Regions from separate parts of the Gossypium hirsutum genome. Here all the other regions are linked to region 2. The links are chromatin contacts, called in public Hi-C maps. All regions are on one chromosome and are shown on one strand. The core of a region is the stretch at or near the end of the contact, and the rest is flanking DNA. Distances in the headings are between cores, read along the strand shown. Region 1 holds the start of LOC107919937 (calmodulin-interacting protein 111). Region 2 holds the start of LOC107918509. Region 3 holds the start of LOC107919116 (putative gamma-glutamylcyclotransferase At3g02910).

Region 1 (2,956 bases), core at 451-2,950, 160 kb after region 2:
GAGTTGTGTGAGTGCTGTCTTGTTGAGTGATGAGTGAAGGTAAAGAATGAATCCAAACAATGGAAAAGAAAAAAAACCCAACACTGCCACTAACATGTCTTTTAAATTTTAACTATGGTTAGTTTTCATTACAAACATAGATTAACTCCTCTAATTACCAAACCTAACTCAAACTCCTGACATTGATGGCATGCGAGGTCGACACGTATCTGCCATGGCCCTAGCTAGTTGGTACACTTGTTCTTTTCTATTTCTTAGAACTCATCACACTGCGCCTTTAACTCAATAATTAATTGCTTTGATTAATTAATTTGGTATCATTAATGATAATGTAACTTTTTACCTCTAAATTTGATAAGGAGGTTTACATTTACCTGTAGCTTAATTTTGGTATCTATATTTTTTTAGGGTTTATTCTTGAATTTAATAATTAAATTTATGTTTATCTCTAAACTTAAATTTTTTTAAAAAAAATCTTAAAAGTTTGATGATTTAGTATTCTAAATTTGAAAAATTAAAAATTTTTTAGATCATGATGTGGTATAATCTCATAGTTGTCCTATTCAATGTTTTAATAACTGAACTCATGGTTAAATAGGTTAGACCACTAATTCTCGATTCAACTAGTTTGATTAGTTCAATTGTCAAACTAGTAGTAATTAAAAATTCTCAAAAATCTAAAAAAAGTAAAAAGAGAGATAAAACCGGTTTTACTTGATTTTTTATATTTTTATAAATTTTTTAATTATTGTTAGTCTGACAATTGAATTGGTTAAATCGAGAATTGATGATTTAACTTGTTCAACCATCGGTTCGGTTATTAAAAACTAAATATAATACTCTAATATTGTATGACATCATCATCTACTTTATTTAAAGTGAAAATAGACATAGTTTTCAAGTTCAAACTAGGTTAAAAAATATATATAAGTATCAAAGTGAAGCTAATTATGAAATTTAAGAGGATAATGGGGATGTAACTATCAAGTTCAATAGCAAAAAATCACATTATCCCCCTTTTTTTCATAATAGGCTTAAATGAATAATACTTTTCAAATTCAGGAATAAAAGTAAAAAAAAAATTGAAGGGGCAAAACTTACATTAACCCCAGATTAACCACTTTATTAACCCTTTCAATTATAGCAGGCTAGGTTCACAACAACAAATAATTGTATCTAAGAACAGTTGCGAAAGTGACACTCTTAATTTAGTTTATTATTTTAAATTGTTTGTATTTAGTAGCGAAATTTGGATTTGAAGTATAAGGGTGTGTTTGTTATTTTAGGGAAAATATAGTTCTCATATTTATGTGCTTGTTTACAGAAAATAAAATTGGGCAATGCAAAATATCTTACAATTAACTTCATGTTTTACACTTTGAGAACTCGTAAAACATTTTACAAATGTTACCCTATTTTTACTTTACTCATTCACCTTTCACTTACTTCACACTTGTTTTCTCAATTTCTCCATTCTCTTCTTTTCCTCCCATAAAAATTAGTGAACTATTTTTTTATTTTATTTTATGTTATTTAAAATTTTAATTTGTACCAAAATAAATTATTTAAATTTTTATTTATTTTAAAATTAAAAATTAAAAATTAAAAGTTATATAATGATTTTATCTTTCAAATTTTCTTCCTCAGAGTTTATTTTTGAATTTATTGTTCGATATATAGCATCAAAAACAAAACCCAGGGTGGGCTGCTTTGAACCAAAACTGAGAATAAGCTTGCCTCACATTTGGCCCCAAAATATAAATCTGACTGTATCCTACAAATTGCGGTTGTTTTGAGACCTTAGGGACCTCACAGTGTGCTTTCTTAGTGCTCACCATTTGTTTTCGCTTTGTTCGCGGCACCACAATAAGAGCCGCCTCCCTCAAGAAGAAAGCTTCGCCATTCTTCAGTTCCACTGCAGTCAGTTTCTTTCTTCTTTATTTTACTTTCTGATCCCAGGCTTTGGGGCCTGCTGTGGAGATGCCTTCAAAGTCCAAGAAGCAATCGAAGACGCCTTCAAGGCAATCAAATTCCGACCTATCGGCTTCTCCACGGACACTTTCGGTGACTTCTCTTGATTCAGAAGTTAGTGAAGAAGATCTTAGGTGTTCCATTGATGAAGTTTCGAAGCAATATCCTTCTCTTATTGGAAAATCTGCTTTCATTGGACGAGTTAATTATGTTGATTCCGAAACTAGAAGCTGTAAAATTTGGTTGTCAGAGTCTTCTATGGTCGCTTCTTATCTCGCTCCTGGTTCATTAGTATCGGTAATTCATTATGACTGTTTCTACTTTCTAGTATGTGATAGGAAATGTTAGTAACTTTTCAAGGATTGCGTTCTTACCCTTGCTGCACCACCGCTTTTCTGCTGCTGAATTATATTCTAATCCCATTGCTAGGTCTCACTTTCTGCTTTGAAGAATAAACATTCAAATGGATGTCCTTTAAGTTCTGTAACAGATGAATATACTCTACCTTTTGGTGTTGGTTCGGCCAATGAAACTACAAAAGAAGTTGGAAACTACTTTGCACTTGCTACAGTTTTTCCATCTTGTAAGGTTCGAATGACCATCTTATGGTAGTCTAACACTCTTTATATACTATCTTCTCCTTTTTTTTTTGTATGAATTTAAACAAAAGTTAAAAGGAAGTGGATGCTTCCGCTACCGTTATACCTAATGTAGATGCATTACAATTAAATAAAAGTTGGTTACTTCTGAAAGGATATGGGTAACTACTTAAGTTTATGTGGTAGAATATATTTCAGAGGGTCCGTTGGGGCTGCATATTTTGTTAAGGCGAATTGATGGATATCATTTAAGTTGTAAATTATGGACTTGATGCTATGTCTCTTAGCTTGCACCTTCTTAATTTTGGAAGCTACAAATGGACTTGATGCTATGCTCTACCTTCATCTTTTTCTTTCTTTCCAGGTTTTGAAGAATGGAGTCAGAT
Region 2 (2,700 bases), core at 161-2,660:
ACATCCCCTTTTCCTTTATATTTATACATATCAATTTTATATTAATACAAGAACTAAATATTTGTGGTTCCCCTCTTTTCCTTTTTAAATATATATATCAATTTTATTTTAATACAAGAGCTAAATATTTGTGGTTCGGAGGATGTTGAGAATTTATTTATGGACATATGTCAATTGAGTATTAATTCGATTAATATGGATATTATTATTGATGTAGGAAGATATAAATTTGAGTGCGCTAAAACACATTATCCTCCTATTTATGAGTTTATGACGGACTACGTAAAGTTATAAACATTGTGTAAAATAAAAAAATAAATATGATTAAAACTTATAATAAAATTCTTAAAAACAAAGAAACAAACAACCATCCATATAATTCTTTTAGGTTTTAATATTTTAAATATCCTTTCATATTTTAATTCCACTTCAAATTAAGAACTCCTCATCAATTTATGAAATAATGATAATAATTATCTTTGAAAGTAGTTAATATTTTTTTAAACATTATTTTTATAGTAAATACTTTTTAAGTACATTTAACTATTTCACTCATTTTTTAAATTTATTTATTTATCTACTAAAAATGCTATCACACTTATATGCATATGGAAATTATAAATTCAGAATACAAATGCGTGTTTAAATATAACATACAATAAATAATGAAACATGTCTTGAAATTAATTAATAATAACACATGAAATATGCACAATATTAAAATTAAAAAAATAAGATTTAATTGTTTATCATTGTGTTATCACTAATCTTGAGTTAGTGTCGAGTTAAGTTATAACACAAACTCAATCAAATGCATTATTAATATGTACAGCTAATGTAGATAAGATGTTGTGCGTATTAAAACAAAAATGCATAAAAAAACATGAAAATAAAACTTTTGTTGAGTGGTAATTCAAGGTTTTACTAGTTTAATTGGTATGATTTCAAAACTCACCATAAGTAATTTTTATTGATTTATGTTAAAATGAAAATATTAAAATACTCTTAAATAATATAACTTATTTTAATTACGTAAATGTATTTTCATAAAATTCTATTTTACTATTTTTATTTTTTTTTAAAATAAAAAAATTGCATATAGCTAAGTTCGAATACATTTTAATTCTATTACACACACTTTATTATATCTATCAATAATATATATCGATAATATTATTAATTAAATTGACAACACTAATTCGAGATTGACAATAATACTATAAAAAACAATTGTATAGCATTAATTTTTAAATATCACTATATTCGGAAATCCGTACAATTGCATGCGGGTCCCAACCCGAAGTTACTTGCTCCAACAGGTGGCATCACGACCTTTCTTAATCATCCTTTTAACGTGACCCCATAAATAGATAAAAAAGTGTTCCAGTCTTCACCAAAGCCGATGCCACGCTCATGCCTAACTCACGCTCCTATTTACACCTGTCCCCATCTCATTCTCTTCAAGTCAACTACCGTCACCACATCTAACGGCTCCTACTTATCTATATTAATGCGAAGCTTCCCCCTCCAAAGGCCTAATCTCTAACTGACACTACAAAGTTTAACAAAACAAATTTGAGAATCAAAAGCTCTTCCAGTTATGAAAGCTGCTATCTTGAGAGCGGGTTCCCTTCCGGTCACCTCATCAGCTCTGCCCGGTTCTCCCAAGGTTTCTCTTTCTCGTCAAAGCTCGTTCGGTGCAGTTTTCTCCGGTGAGAGATCTGGCTTCTCTCTTAGCTCTCCGATAGTATCGTTGCATTTCCCTATGGATAAACGGAAGCCAATGGAATCTCGCGCGCAAATAAGGCGAGCTTTGTCTGAGACTGATATTATCAAGTCGGAGACTCGGGTTCCCGGTGGATCTCGGTGTTTTACGGCGGGGATACCGGAGGAGGAGTATGTGTCGGATTATGAAATAGACGGTGGATTCCGAACGGAATTCGGGATCTCGATGGAAGAAATTGGATTTTCCGGTGATGGATTTGGAACTGGCGGGAAAATTGGCGGTGATAACGGAGATGATTCGTACGGTGATAAGGGGAAGATGGGCGATTATTATCGTGAAATGTTGAAACTAAACCCCGGTGACCCACTTCTTTTGAGAAACTACGGCAGGTTCTTACACGAGGTAAAAAAGTTTGACATCACTAATACATAGAAAAGTTTTGATCTTTCGAAAATCTGATGGATATTGCATTATGGTTTTGCAGGTGGAAAAGGATATGGAGAGAGCAGAGGAGTATTACGGGAGAGCTATCTTAGCCAGCCCTGGAGATGGGGAAGTTTTGTCTTTGTACGGGAACCTAATCTGGGAACGACACAGAGACGAGAGCCGTGCTAAGTCTTACTTCGACCGAGCCGTCACTGCTTCTCCTGACGACTGGTAGTTATGCTTCATTTTCTATAGGCTCCATACTTGAATATATTTTCAGCCAATTAACCTGAACTTGGGTATAATTTGCAGCATGGTGCTGGGATCTTACGCCAACTTTCTGTGGGATGCAGAGGAAGATGATGAAGAAGAAGTAGAAATGTCGAAGGCTATGGTGGCAGCTTTTTAATGCTCTTATCGTTTACTTTCAATCATGGTAGACCGAAAAAAAGAAAGAAGGAAGAGGATGAAAAGGTTTTCGATTAACAAGAGAATAATCATGTTTTCTGTGTAATACTATTATTATTATATTAGATTAAATTAATGCT
Region 3 (2,700 bases), core at 112-2,611, 170 kb before region 2:
GGTAAAAATATGTAATAAATTATGTATTATTTTCTTACAATTATTTAATTATACAAAATATATATTATTTAGTTAAATTATAGGGTAAACTATACAAATAGTCACCCAAATATGTATTTAATTTGGTCATTTAACTATTAATTATTTTGATTTAATCATTTAATTTTTCGAAATTAAATATTTTAATCAATTTCCCCTTAACAAGTTAATCAAAGTCCAACTTGAATTTTTTTTATTGGCCTAATAACAAAATAAACTATTTAATTTACACAAATATAATAATAATAAACAATTGAATTGAATTTAATATTTTTAATTTAATAAATTTATCTATTTAAAATTTGTTCACTCACAATTTAAATTATTATTATTTAGTTTAAGTACATATTTGTTGTTATTATTATTTTCAGAACCTCGTTCCTTCTCATTACAATGGACTCATTGTATGTATGAGGCCTGTTGTAACTTCCTCATTACATAATAACATCCACGTAAGAAGGGTCGTTTATTAAATATGGTTTTAGGGGATGCCAAGCACCAATCAAATATATTACTGGTTACAATAAACCAGTTGCGGAGCCACTGTTAAAATGGTAGCTTTTTAATTTAAATTTTTTATAATTTATAAAATTTTAAATTGATAATAATAAAATTATATTTAAATTTTTAAAAATAATAATAATTTAATTTAATTTTTTTAAAATTATAAAAATAAAAATTATTAAAATAATAAAATTATATTTTTACTATGGTACAAATATACCCGGAATAGAAAAGAAACTTCATATAAAGCCAATTGTAACCATAGAATTTATTTGATTCAAACTGCACCTTAAACGAGCAAATTAATCATCAGGGGTGATAAATGATGCAATATCATGAAGAATACTGCCACTTCCTGGGGCCCTATCCTCTTTTCTAACCTACTCTTTTCCCTCTTTATCCCCAAACTCCGCCAAACCCACCTTTCCTTTCCTCTCCCACAACTTTTCCCCGAAACTCCGATGAGCGAAATAACCTTGCGCCTCCACCAAGACGCTATCTTTCCCTTCTTCGCACACTTGAATGGGTAATCGCTCGTAGTGTCCGATACTGGAGCTTTCCAGTTCATCCACTCGTGCTCGTCCCTGAGCGGACACAGAGTACAACTCGCCCTTCACTCGATGACCGCATCCAAGGAGGTTGATGAGGTAGGGGATGCCGTGTGGGCCTATAACAAGTGGGTGGCATTGATGGGTCACATAGGGTCCTAAAAAATTAGCGTCTTTTTTGCGGATAAGGTCTTGCATTAGGAAATGATTTTGATGGCCTTGTTTCAAAGTTCCATAGGAGAAGAGCAGCGTCCTACTGGCTTCAGCCATGGAGATCGGCGGGCGCAACAGAGAAAAAAAGGAAGATGGTTTAGATGAGAAAAGCGTAAATAAAAAACGCTATTTCCTTGTTCGGACGGTATTGCGATGGGCTAAAAGCCCTCTAGGTTGAAATGAATGAAACCAATCCAATATTCAAAACCCATTTAGGGAAAGCAAAGCCTGCCCAACTTTTATGAATATGCCCAATCCAAGATTCATTCCTCAAATCTTGAATGTGAAAGATGATTTAAACAAAAAAAAAAACAATGGATGGTCAAATAAATGATGGTTTTGACCAAAGATGCTGGGGGCTCTCGAGTCCCTTGGCAAAGCACGCTATCCAACATCTAGAAAAACCTCCGATCGGCAATTTAATTAATTAAATTAGAACCATCTACGCTACTCTCCACCACTTACTTTGGCTTCACCTGATACCCACTCCAATTCATTTATTGTTATTTAATAAGAAAAAAGGGAAATGGCATTCGTGTGCGTATGTCTGTCGCCATTCGAATTGGCACGAGTCCCTAAAATGCGCAACAGAATTAAAAAAGAAAAATGAAACTGAAAGCGATAGATATAGATGTCTGATGTGAAACATCCAATGAAACAAAGACGCTACAGTGAATTTTATCTGTAATTTAGTGTGGACAAATACCAAAAGGGGACCTCCAAGTTCTATGCCCCCACATGACCTGCCTTGCATCCCATGTTCCAGTCCTCAAAATTTGTGAACTAAATGATAGGCTTCCTCTCTCCTCCTCTTTGCTTCACTTCACCCACAATTTGCTTTGATTTCAACGCCTCATATATTAGATATTTTATGCACTCTAATATTATCCTAACTCCATCAAATTCCACATCCTCACATACCCAAAAGATAAAAAAAAGAAAAAGAAAAAAAAAAGGAGGTAATCACATTGAAAGATTGGTGGAGGTTGCAAACTATACAAAGAGACAATGGAGAGATGCAACTGTGGTGGTGCAGAAAGGCATGTTCTTATGTACATTCTTGCCTGTACATTGTACACTGCCCAAACAAATATCCCCCCCATTGCATCGGTTTATGTGTAATCTCGGTTTAATTTATACACCACGCACGCTTTATCGCTTTGCTTGCATTGTATCTGATCAACTTCTCCTAAAATCTATATAGGTTGCCATGATATGGTAGGGCAACAATACTACAAACCTACAGCACTGCATCATTAAGTTTTCAGCTCTTTGTTTTGGTTTGTTGTTCAAGTTACCGAAGACTTACCCCTCCAAGATTTTGAATAAATAGTTGGAAAGCTAGCTTCATTCATGGTTAAAGATGTAGGCTAAATCGACACATTTGGGTTCAAGT

What was found. A called contact is a pair of places that touch in the nucleus more often than the background predicts.
Region 1: a Hi-C map of leaf shows a contact between it and region 2, with 4 times the contacts expected there. The contact joins the promoter of LOC107919937 here to the promoter of LOC107918509 in region 2. A contact is called at or near these places in 14 of 34 Hi-C or Micro-C datasets (anther, callus, hypocotyl and 3 more).
Region 3: a contact with region 2 is called in a Hi-C map of leaf, with 2.2 times the contacts expected there. The contact joins the promoter of LOC107919116 here to the promoter of LOC107918509 in region 2. A contact is called at or near these places in 6 of 34 Hi-C or Micro-C datasets (callus, leaf and petal).

The regions. Positions count from the first base shown.
Region 1 is chrA08:111,871,132-111,874,087 of Gossypium_hirsutum_v2.1, reverse strand. LOC107919937 (calmodulin-interacting protein 111) reads left to right here and starts at 1,700. Exons shown (of 11, transcript XM_041074797.1): 1 at 1,700-2,268; 2 at 2,401-2,559; 3 at 2,935-2,956. The coding sequence starts at 1,981. LOC107920110 (alpha,alpha-trehalose-phosphate synthase [UDP-forming] 5) reads right to left here and starts at 56. Exons shown (of 4, transcript XM_016849638.2): 1 at 1-56.
Region 2 is chrA08:112,034,223-112,036,922 of Gossypium_hirsutum_v2.1, reverse strand. LOC107918509 reads left to right here and starts at 1,410. Exons shown (of 3, transcript XM_016848080.2): 1 at 1,410-2,128; 2 at 2,211-2,383; 3 at 2,465-2,700. The coding sequence starts at 1,601. The coding sequence ends at 2,561. LOC121203161 reads left to right here. Exons shown (of 6, transcript XR_005899765.1): 6 at 1-1,357.
Region 3 is chrA08:112,205,802-112,208,501 of Gossypium_hirsutum_v2.1, reverse strand. It overlaps LOC107919116 (putative gamma-glutamylcyclotransferase At3g02910), which reads right to left and starts at 1,361. Exons shown (of 1, transcript XM_016848645.1): 1 at 924-1,361. The coding sequence starts at 1,361. The coding sequence ends at 924.